Linked DNA regions of Mus musculus: region 2 is linked to region 1. A link is a contact called in public promoter capture Hi-C data. All regions are on one chromosome and are shown on one strand. The core of a region is the stretch at or near the end of the contact, and the rest is flanking DNA. Distances in the headings are between cores, read along the strand shown. Region 1 overlaps Osbpl9 (oxysterol binding protein-like 9). Region 2 overlaps Calr4 (calreticulin 4).

Region 1 (5,346 bases), core at 545-3,044:
ATGGCAGTAGTATCTATCGTTTATCTAGGAGATCTCAACAAGCAAAGAACTGATGGTCAAACCGTAGATCATACTAGGATGGAATGCCAAAAGGCTGGGAGGAGCACTCACAGCAGTTAGGACAGAGGTGCACTTGTATCTGTGTTTATGAGTGTGTGCATGCTCGTGTGTGGAAGTCAGACGTCTATCTCAGGTGCCTCCTGCTATCTATCCTGCTCTACCTTACTTTTTTGAGGCAGGGTCCCTCCCTGAACTTGGTGCTCACACATTGGCTAGTCTGGTGGCCAGGTTAGCAAGCCCAGGGGAACTGCCTGTCTCAGCGTCAATAGTGCTGGGGTTGGATCTGAACTCAGGTCTTCATGCTTTCATGCTTGTGCAGCAAGCACTTACATCTTCCCAGCCCGGAAACTAATCATCTGAAGTTACTGTTTTTATAGATCAAAAGTAGACTCATACAGGCATTTCATATGGCTCAAACTAATAGAAGACAAGATAGTCTATAGCTCACCTTAATGATTAGGAAAAGTCCAGTTGTTTGAATTTATGTTGCAATAAGCTATATATGTATATGTGTGTGTGTGTGTGTGTGTGTGTGTATATATATATATATATATATCTTTGAGACAAGGATGGCTTCAAAATGGGCCTGAGTGACCTTGAATGACTTACCTTTCTGCCTGAGCTTTCCAGGTCTGGGATTGCAGGGTGAGATACTATGCCTGGCTTAGGAAATTGTATCTTTGATGATTTAATGTGTGTAATGATTTATGACATTTTGGATATTGGGATGCTAATTATAGCAATCATTTGTTGAATGTTTATTTCATAAGAGGCATTACTTGGAATTCTACCTGTATTAAATCATGCAGCTCAAAGCTTTACAGAATAATTGCTAGTGCTATTTTTATCTTACAGTTAAGGAAACAAGGGGCTACACACCACTAACATAAAGCAGAATTGGAAATTGAACACAATTCTCAGTACCTTTAGCTTTTGAGACAGGTTTTCACAAATTCTTGGCTGGCCCAGAACTTGATCTATGGGCAGAACCTCTGATCCTCCTGCCTCTCCATCCTGAGCGCTGGAATTACGGGTGTGCATTACCTTGTCTGGTTTATGAGATGCTGAGGATCAAACCAAGAGCTTCACGCATACTGGGCAAGCTCTCTTGTATCCCCAACCCTAGCACTTGTTCTTGAGAGATGTTACTAGCTATAGTGAACTATCGTCTTACCTGGAAGGAACTAATGTAAACTAGGACCTTTATATAACAATGCAGTTTAATGCAATTACAAAATGCTATGCCCTCAATGTTCCACTACTCAGAAGCAATAGCAGCGTGGTGATAGTAAACCTATCCCAGCTATCGAATTGCTCCTAAGTAACTGATAGGAACCAGACACTTTTCCACCCACTGTGAACATTAACTGCTAACCCGCAAGTGCAGATAGCTTAGCTTCTTGTTTTAGAGTTGGAGAAAGTGAGTTTTAGGAAGCCCAAGTGGTAGAGCCAAGATTTGTGCTCAGCTCCATCTAGGTCAATGGTTCTTTCTTTCCTTTCTTTTTTTTTTTGTTTTTTTGTTTTTTTGTTTTTTGAAAACCCTGTGTAGCCCTGGCTGTCCTGGAACTGGAACTCACTCTATAGACCAGGCTGGCCTTGAACTCAGAGATCCACCTGCCTCTGCCTCCCAAGTGCTGGGATTAAAGGTGTGCGCCACCACTGCCTAGTTAGGTCAGTGGTTCTTAAAGTGTGTTTGCAGATAGAGCTTCAGCACCATGGGGGGTGTGCTAGGAATGCCTCTCTTGCCCTGTGACTCAGCAGCTCTGGAATGTGTCCTCTCCAGGGATTATAATACACTTGAAAGCTTAAGATCCAGAGGCTAGATAAGTAGCTGTACTTACATACAAGTTTACTCTTGCAACAACCTTAGAATCGTCCTCAGTGTATAGATGAGTGAGGTGTAGTGTCAAATGACTTGGTCTTGATTGTAGATTGCCCATAGTGTGCATGGTTTCATTTGTATTGAAGGGATCTCTTGGCTTCAGCAAACCTGATCTGTAAAAAAATATTTTTTTTTTAAAAGGTGAAAACTATGCATCTAGGCGTGGTGGCAGGATTGTAAGTTTGAACATAGACTAAATTACATAGTGAGGCCCTATCTCAAAAACAGGGGAGGGGGGAGCTTTACTGAGGACATCTATTAAACAGTACAAACTTTAGTTAAATTTATCTGGAATATTTTATAGTGACACAAGTTTCCTGAGATAAAATATACCACTTTTAAGGATGGAAAAGAAGCTTAAGTTAGAGCTATGTAAGTCTCCATGGAAAAAGTCACCTGTGGTTGGCCTGATAAACCACTGCTTTCAGCTCAGTCCATTAAAGCCTGATTGTTTACTAAAGTGCAACCTAGTGCTCAATACTGAAGAAAAGTATTTAATTTTTAAAAAAGTCCTATTGATCAAGTATATCAGTGCATCAGTGCTTCACTGCATTAATACCAGTCAACTTAGCACACACCCACATGGCCAAGATGCTTAGAATAGACGGTAAGTCATTAGGCTAAAGCATGGTTATAGGTTTGACTGTCTTCTACTTTGAGAGCAATGTTAGCTCAGCATTATCACCAGCGAACAGATGTCACTGTCTTGGGTTGACTTAAGATGTTTCCTCTGTTATGTTATGTTTCTGATTTTTATGTGGTAATGTTTCCAGTACAAAAAGTCACACATTTCATGTAAAGGAAGTGAATCAGCTCTAATTAATTCTGTAATTAGCTGGTTTAATTTCAGTGGTACTCGGGATATTTGTGTGGGTTGATAGAGCTGGACTCGTGTGTTGGGAGTTGGTTATATTGCTGTGGGAGGATTAGATCTCGCTAGTGTACCTATGTTCTTCTTAATTTGTTTTCTACTTTCAATCCTCCCTAGATATTTGAAATTATAATCTTCCCAAGTTTAATTATGAACTCCAGTATAGTGAGTAGCCAGTTAGACCTACCTCTCTAATCCATTTTTATTTTTGTTAGTAATTTACATTTTATTCCACAATTCATTTTTCTTACTCACTAAAATAAATTTTCAATGTAACAATCTAAGGAGAGTATTGAAAAGATGACGCTAATTATCACTCCAGTCCTTCTTCCTGAAGGGAAGAACAATGCCATTTCCTTGACCCTTCAGTCCTGTGTATGTTTAAGAACAACTTTTCCTGTGGCTACTAGGTAACTTTTATGTAGCCATGACAAGATACCTGATGGAAACAACTTAAAGGTGAGAAATCCCATTCAGCTCATGGTTTCCAAGGCATAATTAGTGTACCATGCGGTAGAGGGCATAGCAGAGCGGTAAGTGGGAATGGGGGTTTATTTGGGTTACTTCGGGAACACAGACAACTGAAGGGAAATGTGTCATGGAAAGCCACATCTCAGCATGGGCGGTGACTCTTGGAAGCTTCAGTTGCTAGAGCTCCCTGCAGGCAGTCATCAGTCTTCTGTCTCAAGCAAGTGCTGCTTATATATTATATAACCTTGGGAGGAGACCTGTGGATCTTACTTAGTAGGCAATCTTTTCAGTTTGGGGCACATTGCTTGGTGTGTGCTGGTGGAGAGAGAGAGTAAAGATTCATAATGAAAGGAACGTTTCTACAAGCCGTTAGACATATGTAGAAAACTCTAGGGTTCAATTTACTTCATCCAGTTTTGTTTTATTCTGGTTTGGTTTTTGATTTCTGGAGACTGGGTTTATCTGTGTAGCCTTGGTTGTCCTGGAACTCACTCTGACTGGATTTGAACTCAGAGATCCACCTACCTCTGCCTCCAGAGTGCTGGGATCAAAGGTGTGGCCCACCACTGCCTGGCCGCTAAGGGCCAGTTTAATGTTATGCTGGTCCTTCACAGGGATCGAACCCACCCTAGTGAGGTAGATATTTTTATCCTCACCATCCAGGGGTGGGCTTGAGGCTTGTATTAATTTGTATTTTTGGTCACACATGCAGGAAGTAACAGGGCCAAGATTTATATTGACAATTCTCATTATACAGTACTGTTTGTTTCCACCTTACTTTCTTGTGATTCTGGGTCAGTCACTCTGACTTATATTTTATCATACCGGAGCCCCTTTGTATCCACGTCACTTTCTCCCATTGCAGTATTAGTGTTTCATGGGAGTAGGTGTCGCAGGGTTCTTCTGTGCTCAGTGTATATCCAAGCAGAGGTCGACACTGCCTGGGCCCACTGAGGCAAGGTTAACTGGGACATTGGTCACATGGTAGTGAGTCACATCACAAGGCATGCTCAGTTCTGTCACCAACTATTAGGGAGGCTTGGAAGCCTAGCCACAGGACGCATGGGGATGTTCCCTGAATGGAGTTAATGACCAGGGAGTCAGACATTGACCTGTGCTCCATCTTCTTTCAGTTCTGGTCATGCTGCACAGTTCTCTTCTTACGCCAGCAGAGGGAGCAGTTCAAAGTGTTCGAGGGGAAAAAGCCCAACACATCTTCCTAGTTATTTGTTCTGTTCAGAAACTTGGTTTTCCTAGGAAAACTGAAGTGGTGCCTGAAATGGTGATGGTGCACAGTGATCTGCATAAACATAAATTGTGTTTGTCGTGAGTGCTGAATCGATGACATTCGATAGCTGTGTCTAGATTGTCTTCTAGAGGATGGGGCTGAAGCTTGTGGGACGTGCAGGGTTGTAACTACAGTCTTGATCTAGAAGTGTATCCTTTCTGAAGGAAAGGCAAAGATATTGTATTAGCAGCTTAGAGCTAAATATAGAAGAGAGAGGAAGTGGCTTGCTGCTGTTTGCCCTGAGCAGAATTCCTTGGAGAAACTGGAGCCAGAATGAAACCTTCAGATGGAATGTTGTTCTTGATAATTCAGAAATGCCTTCCCGCTTCTCCACTCCACAGGAACATGCGCACACTTCTCTTTAAGTACAAAAGCTCCCCCCCCCAGGAGCTAAAGAATGTCGTTTTTTCTAAGCATTTTATTAAAGTATAAGCATTTTATAAAGTAGCATACATTCATTATTATAATTTCTTGTAGGCTTCTGTTACTTTGTTAGGTCTTATCTAATTGATCTTGTTTATTTCAAAAGCAAACAAAAGAATTAGTAGCTGATTCATTTTTCACGTGTCACTTGCTTTGTTTTAGTCTTTTTCATAAATTTTACTTATTATTTCATTTTTATTGGCTTGTCTCACCCTGCAGTCTGGACCTGGAACTCTATCTAGACCAAACTGGCTTTGAACTGAGGGGTGATCCCCCTGACTCAGCTCTCCAAGTGCTGGTCATTCAGGCATGAGCTGCCACACCTAGCTCCTTCCTGAATTTTTTTTTTTT
Region 2 (5,265 bases), core at 352-2,851, 92 kb before region 1:
GAGGACTCAGCACATCCAGCCCCGGGTAGAGGACTGATCAGGAAGGCCTAGACTTCAACACAAGGTCCAATGTCCCGGGCTCTATGGGCCTTTCTAGACTCTGTTCCTGCCGTTCTCTTCTGCTTCAGCTGTATCAGCCCTCAAGCTGTGCTTTGGGTTCTTAAGTCTCCTTGGCTTCTCTCACGCAGACTCCTCATCCAGGAATTCGTCTCTCCATAAAATTGTCACACTCATTTTCTAGAGCATATTCATCTTTCAGCACAAAGGAAGACTTCTCCAGGAAGCAATTCCTACCTAAGCCCCTAGGCTGGGGAGGAGCCCCATTCTCTGCTCCAATGTCACATGGGTAGTCACTTTCCTTTGCTCTACTCTCACCTTTACTCCATTGTGTTCTGTTTTGGGAAGCACTTGCTAAATTGCCCAGGTTAGCAATGAACTCACAACCTTTTCACCTCAGCCTTCAAAGTAGCTGGGATTACAGGCACAAGTCATTGCAGGCTTTCCTGTGAGTTTGGTTCATTTGAAAGCCCTGTCTGGCTGAATCTATCCCATACTCAAGGCCCAAGGCAGAATTAACACTTGGTTAATAATGCCTATTAGGACTATTGACTGAATATACACCTATTATCTTCTAGCTAATCTGGATGCTTCTAGCTTTACATTACTGAGGTAAACTGGCCCACTCCATCTCATCTAAACATAGCATTCCTGACCCAACCCCAATGTCTAACAGTGAGTAACTGTGCCACACCAAATATTGCACTATATTAAATCCCAGATGTATAGCACATCACTAGGTCTACTTAATCTGTAGAATGGGGATGATAACATTTAATTGGTAGAGTTTTATAGGGAAAAAATAAGATGCCATATATTTTTTTAAAGATTTATTTATTTTGTGTATATGAGTACACTGTAGCTGTACAGATGGTTGTGAATCTTCATGTGGTTGTTGGGAATTGAATTTTTAGAACTTCTGCTCCCTCCTGTCAACCCCACTCACTCAGTTCCTGCTCTGTCCAGCCCAAAGATTTATTTATTACACATAAGCACACTGTAGCTATCTTCAGATGCGCCAGAAGGGGGCGTCAGATCTCATTACGGGTGGTTGTGAGCCACCATGTGGCTGCTAGGATTTGAACTCAGGACCTTTGGAAGAGCAGTCAGTGCTCTTACCCACTGAGCCGTCTCAACAGCCCCAAGATACTATATATTAAATATTCTTTTTTTTCCTGGGACTGGAGAGACAGCTCCACAGCTTAGAGCACTGGCTTCTCTTCCAGATGATGTAGGTTCAACTCTCAGTACCCACACAGCAGGTCATAACAGTCTGTAACTATAAGGGATCTGACATCCTATTCCGAGCTCTGTGGGCACCAGGCACGTATGTGGTATACAGACATACATATAGCAAAATAATCATACATGTAGGATAAAATCTTTTGCTTAGGCGGAGGACTAATCCACATACTCACCCTGCACTTGAGGGTCTTGTTGTTCTCATGGTATTTCCCTTTGTGAGAAAGGATGACCTGTAGTCTGTTGTTGCCAAAGCCACAGATGTCCGGGCCTGGAAATTAAACCCCAGAGCATGATTTCACATCTATTTCAGGCAGTGTGCCCAGTCTGGGGCCAAGACCCAAGACAGATGCAGCCTGTGCAGCACTCCACGGCTCCAGTAAGAGACAGATACGACACTCAGGGTTATTTGAGAAGGTTTTAATAAATGGGATTTTTTTTTTTACAAAGTGGGGGGGCAAGATTTTGAGAGAAGGAAAGGTACAGTGATTCTCATGGGCAGCAGCAGCAAAGGGGACAGGAGGGGTGAGAGAGAGGAGAGTCTGGGAGCAGGCACAGCAGGAGAGAAGCAGGCTTTGAGTTGAGAGATATAACTCACTTCTCTTCCTCTAATCTCCTGCCAGGGCTCCATGACCAAACCAACTGGAAGCCTTCTGAAGCCAGGTATCTTAGCTAGGAATGCTATTGCTGTGATGAAACACCATGATGAAAAGCAAGTTGGGGAGGAAAAGGGTTTATTTGGTTTACACTCCCACATGGCTGTTCATCACTAAAGGAAGTCAGGACAGGAACTCACTCAAGGCTGGAACCTGAAGACAGGAGTGGATACAGCAGCCAAGAAGGGGTGCTACTTAATGTCTTTCTCCACATAGCTTGCTCAGCCTGCTTTCTTATAGAGCTCAGGACTACCAACAAAGAGGTGGCCCCACCCACAATGGGCTGGGACCTTTCCCATTGATCACTAATTGAAAAAATGCCTTACAGCTGGATCTTATGAAGGCATTTCCTCAACTGAAGCTCCTTCCTCTCTGATGATTCTAGCTCCTGTCAAGTTGACACACCAAAGCAGCCAGAACAGCAGGGGTTGCCAGAGTGTCACTAATTCTAACAAATAAGCATTACCCTCTCACTTTAGATGGGTGTGGCTCAGAAAAGTCAAGCAGCTTGCCCAAAGATCTGGTAGGATGCCTTGCAAGGATTCAAAGCCACCTAGTAGCGGAGCCTGTGACCCCTTCTGCTTTCTGACGTTTCTAGTGAGCACTGTGGATCGGAGTTGGGGAGTCCAGAGAGTCCTGAGACTCGTGACTGCTCTCATATATCCACATACTCATAACTCACAAAGAGCTTCTCAGCCTTTCCGCTAATATCAAGTATAAAACACATTCATACATACGCATGCACACACACAGACCACACAATACATACACTGATAACACAACACATACTCACACTCGTGCACATGCACACAAGGCACTGACCCTGTACTCTACCCACATTGATCTTCTCCCTGCTTTACCGTACGTTTGAATTTCATACCTGAGCTTTTGCACACACTGTTGATTTTGCCTTCATTTCATGCTTTCCTCCTCCTCCTCCTCCTCTTAAAATCAAACCCACTCTTTACAGAATAATTAATACCTCCTCCAAAAAAGCCTCCAGTTGTATTCAGTCAGGCTGCCTCTTATGATCTCATAGCAGCTCCTCATCAATACTTTTCTCCAAAGAACTTTACAAAGGCTCCGTAGCCTTGGCTGTCTCACCAGCCAAAAGAGAGACGAACTCCCTGGGATTCCCTCAAGCACTCTCTAGTTAACACAGGCAGTCAGGGGGTCATGCTTGGTGCTAGACTTTGAGGTATATCCCAGGCCTCCAGGAGCTCACAGCCTAGGGAGAGAGATTCCATGTAACCTTGGGGAGAAGATGGGAACAAGGAGTAAAGGGTGGGTTGGCCTAGGCCATAAGATGGGAACAGCGAATGCACAGGCCATGAACTGTGGAAAGGCCGTGTGTTCAGGTGATGTGTGGACAAGGCTGGCCTCAAATTCCTAGCAATCCTCCTGGTTTTGCCCATGGATACCGGTATAAAGCTTAACACTTGGTTCAATACCCTTTTCAAATTAAATTTTTATTTTTATGTTTATTGTATTATGTGTATGGGCATTTTGTCTGCATAAATTTCTATGCACCACTGATATGCCTCATACTAATAGAGGCCAGAAAAGAGGGAGTTGGATCCCCTGGAACTAGAGATGGTTGTGAGCTGCCATGTGGGTGCTGGGAATCAAACCTGGGTCCTCTTCACAAGCTGCCAGTGCTCTTCCCTGCTGATCCAGCTCTCCAGCCTGGCTCAATACTTTATAAGAACATAGATTTCACTCTGCTTTTTAAAAAGTTATCCAGCTGCTTTAGGACTTTATAGACAGTGACTCAAAGTCTGACTTTCTATGTACGCTGAGCAAATTTCTTGCCTCGATTTCCTTATCTGCAAAATGGAGACAGTAACGCATGGTACAGATTCAGAAGGAAATACAAAGATGATGTGGGAGCAGACACTTTACACACCCCAAAATGTTGCTCTGCATAAGAGAAGGACTGTAAGCAGGTATGGGGGCTTGCACCTATAATGGGAGGCCGAAGCAGGAGGCTCACAGTGGGTTTGAAGCCAGCCTGGGCTATATGGTGAGTTTGGAACTACAGGCTGAGACTTTGTGTGTGGAGAGAGTGGATTTAACAAAAAGAAAAAAAAGAGGGTACAGATTTTAAAGGGGGGCAATGAAGCTGAAGAGAAGGATTTGAAAAAGAACGAAGACCAGGTGGGGGAGGGAAGGAGGAAAAAGGAGAGGGGAGGGGAGGGGATCTAGCTGAGGCTGCCAGGGAAAGGAGGTGTCTGAAGGGAATTAAAGGGCATGTTAGTGCCTGCTGTCCAGCATAACCCTCTCACTGACTTTGTACAAAACTTTTGGTCTAACCCACATTCTTCATCTGTACTTTAGAAGTCGTAATGCTTGATGTCTGCTGATTTCTCAATATCATGTTAAAACTGGATTCAAGGTTGGTTGTGGCTAAAAGCTGGGTCTCCTCAAGAAGACCCAGTTACAGATGTCACACTCCGGACATTTACAAAGGCTTAAGAAAAATAATTTCCCTGACCGTGGCTGTCTTTCTGAGTCTGAGTGCAGTGCCTTACAGTAGGCCTGTGCACCTCCTTTTCTAAGAACTGGGGTATCCCCATGTATGACAGACTTGCCGCTGATACCTGTGGTTGGTCTATTTCTATTAACATTCAGGTTTAGGGATGTCATCTTGTCAGGTCTCTAGAGAGTCCTAGTGCTCGAGGGATATGAAACTATTGAATTACCAACTGTCTGTTTCAGGTCTTTTCAACCACCACGGGGTTTCTTATACAAATCCCAGGGGCTGAGAACAGCCGCTCCCAGGGAGCTTACCGAACATGATGTAATACTGGGATTCTGAGTGCATGTCCTCCTGGTTCAGTGCGGCAGGAAAGAGTTTCACGTAGCCACCGCCGCAATCGATGCCTTGCTCGTGTTTTACTGAAAACTGAACCACCAAGGTCTCATTCTCATTGCTGAATGGCTTAAACCTGGTGGAAAGGGCGTAGAACTTGGCATCTTCTGTGGTCTGGAGACCTGAGAGCAGAAAGAATGCGCTTGAGGCTTCAGGCTCAAGTTCCCCATACGTGCCTAGAGAGACTCAGCATTTGACTTAACCAAGCTCCAGTATTTCCTCACACACATGGTGTGCCAGGTGCTGTGCACAGAGCATTACACTATTTTCTCATCCGAGCCTCTGAGCAGCCCTGAAAAAAAAAAATGGGCACTGTGCCCGTTTAATAAGTGAGGAGGCTGAGTCATGCGGAGGGAGAGCGATCTGAACGTGCTGTGAAGCGAAGACGGAACCGGACTGGGAGTTTTAGCCACATTGATACGTTCTATCGCATCATGC

What was found. Capture Hi-C pulls out chosen DNA fragments and counts their contacts.
Region 2: a promoter capture Hi-C map of adipose tissue shows a contact between it and region 1. The contact joins two enhancer-like sites. A contact is called at or near these places in 1 of 15 datasets of contacts at CTCF or cohesin (the NIH/3T3 cell line), 1 of 484 Hi-C or Micro-C datasets (morula), 1 of 115 datasets of contacts at active chromatin or transcription factors (embryonic stem cells) and 3 of 9 other capture datasets (adipose tissue, liver and pancreatic islet).

The regions. Positions count from the first base shown.
Region 1 is chr4:109,146,864-109,152,209 of GRCm38.p6, reverse strand. All of the region lies in intron 3 of Osbpl9 (oxysterol binding protein-like 9), which reads left to right. It overlaps Gm52703 (a long non-coding RNA gene), which reads right to left. Exons shown (of 3, transcript XR_003955256.1): 2 at 1,902-2,055. Among named protein-coding and RNA genes, the nearest start is that of Gm52703, 16 kb to the right of the region's middle. Within about 2 kb of position 1,794, at least 39 of the 459 cell types and tissues checked have an H3K27ac peak or open chromatin away from gene starts, as enhancers often do. A contact at or near this core is called in adipose tissue, where this site is marked.
Region 2 is chr4:109,238,462-109,243,726 of GRCm38.p6, reverse strand. It overlaps Calr4 (calreticulin 4), which reads right to left. Exons shown (of 8, transcript NM_001033226.4): 2 at 4,746-4,949; 3 at 1,476-1,570. The region is part of intron 2 of Gm40225 (a long non-coding RNA gene); the gene reads left to right. Among named protein-coding and RNA genes, the nearest start is that of Calr4, 5.5 kb to the right of the region's middle. Within about 2 kb of position 1,601, at least 49 of the 459 cell types and tissues checked have an H3K27ac peak or open chromatin away from gene starts, as enhancers often do. A contact at or near this core is called in adipose tissue, where this site is marked.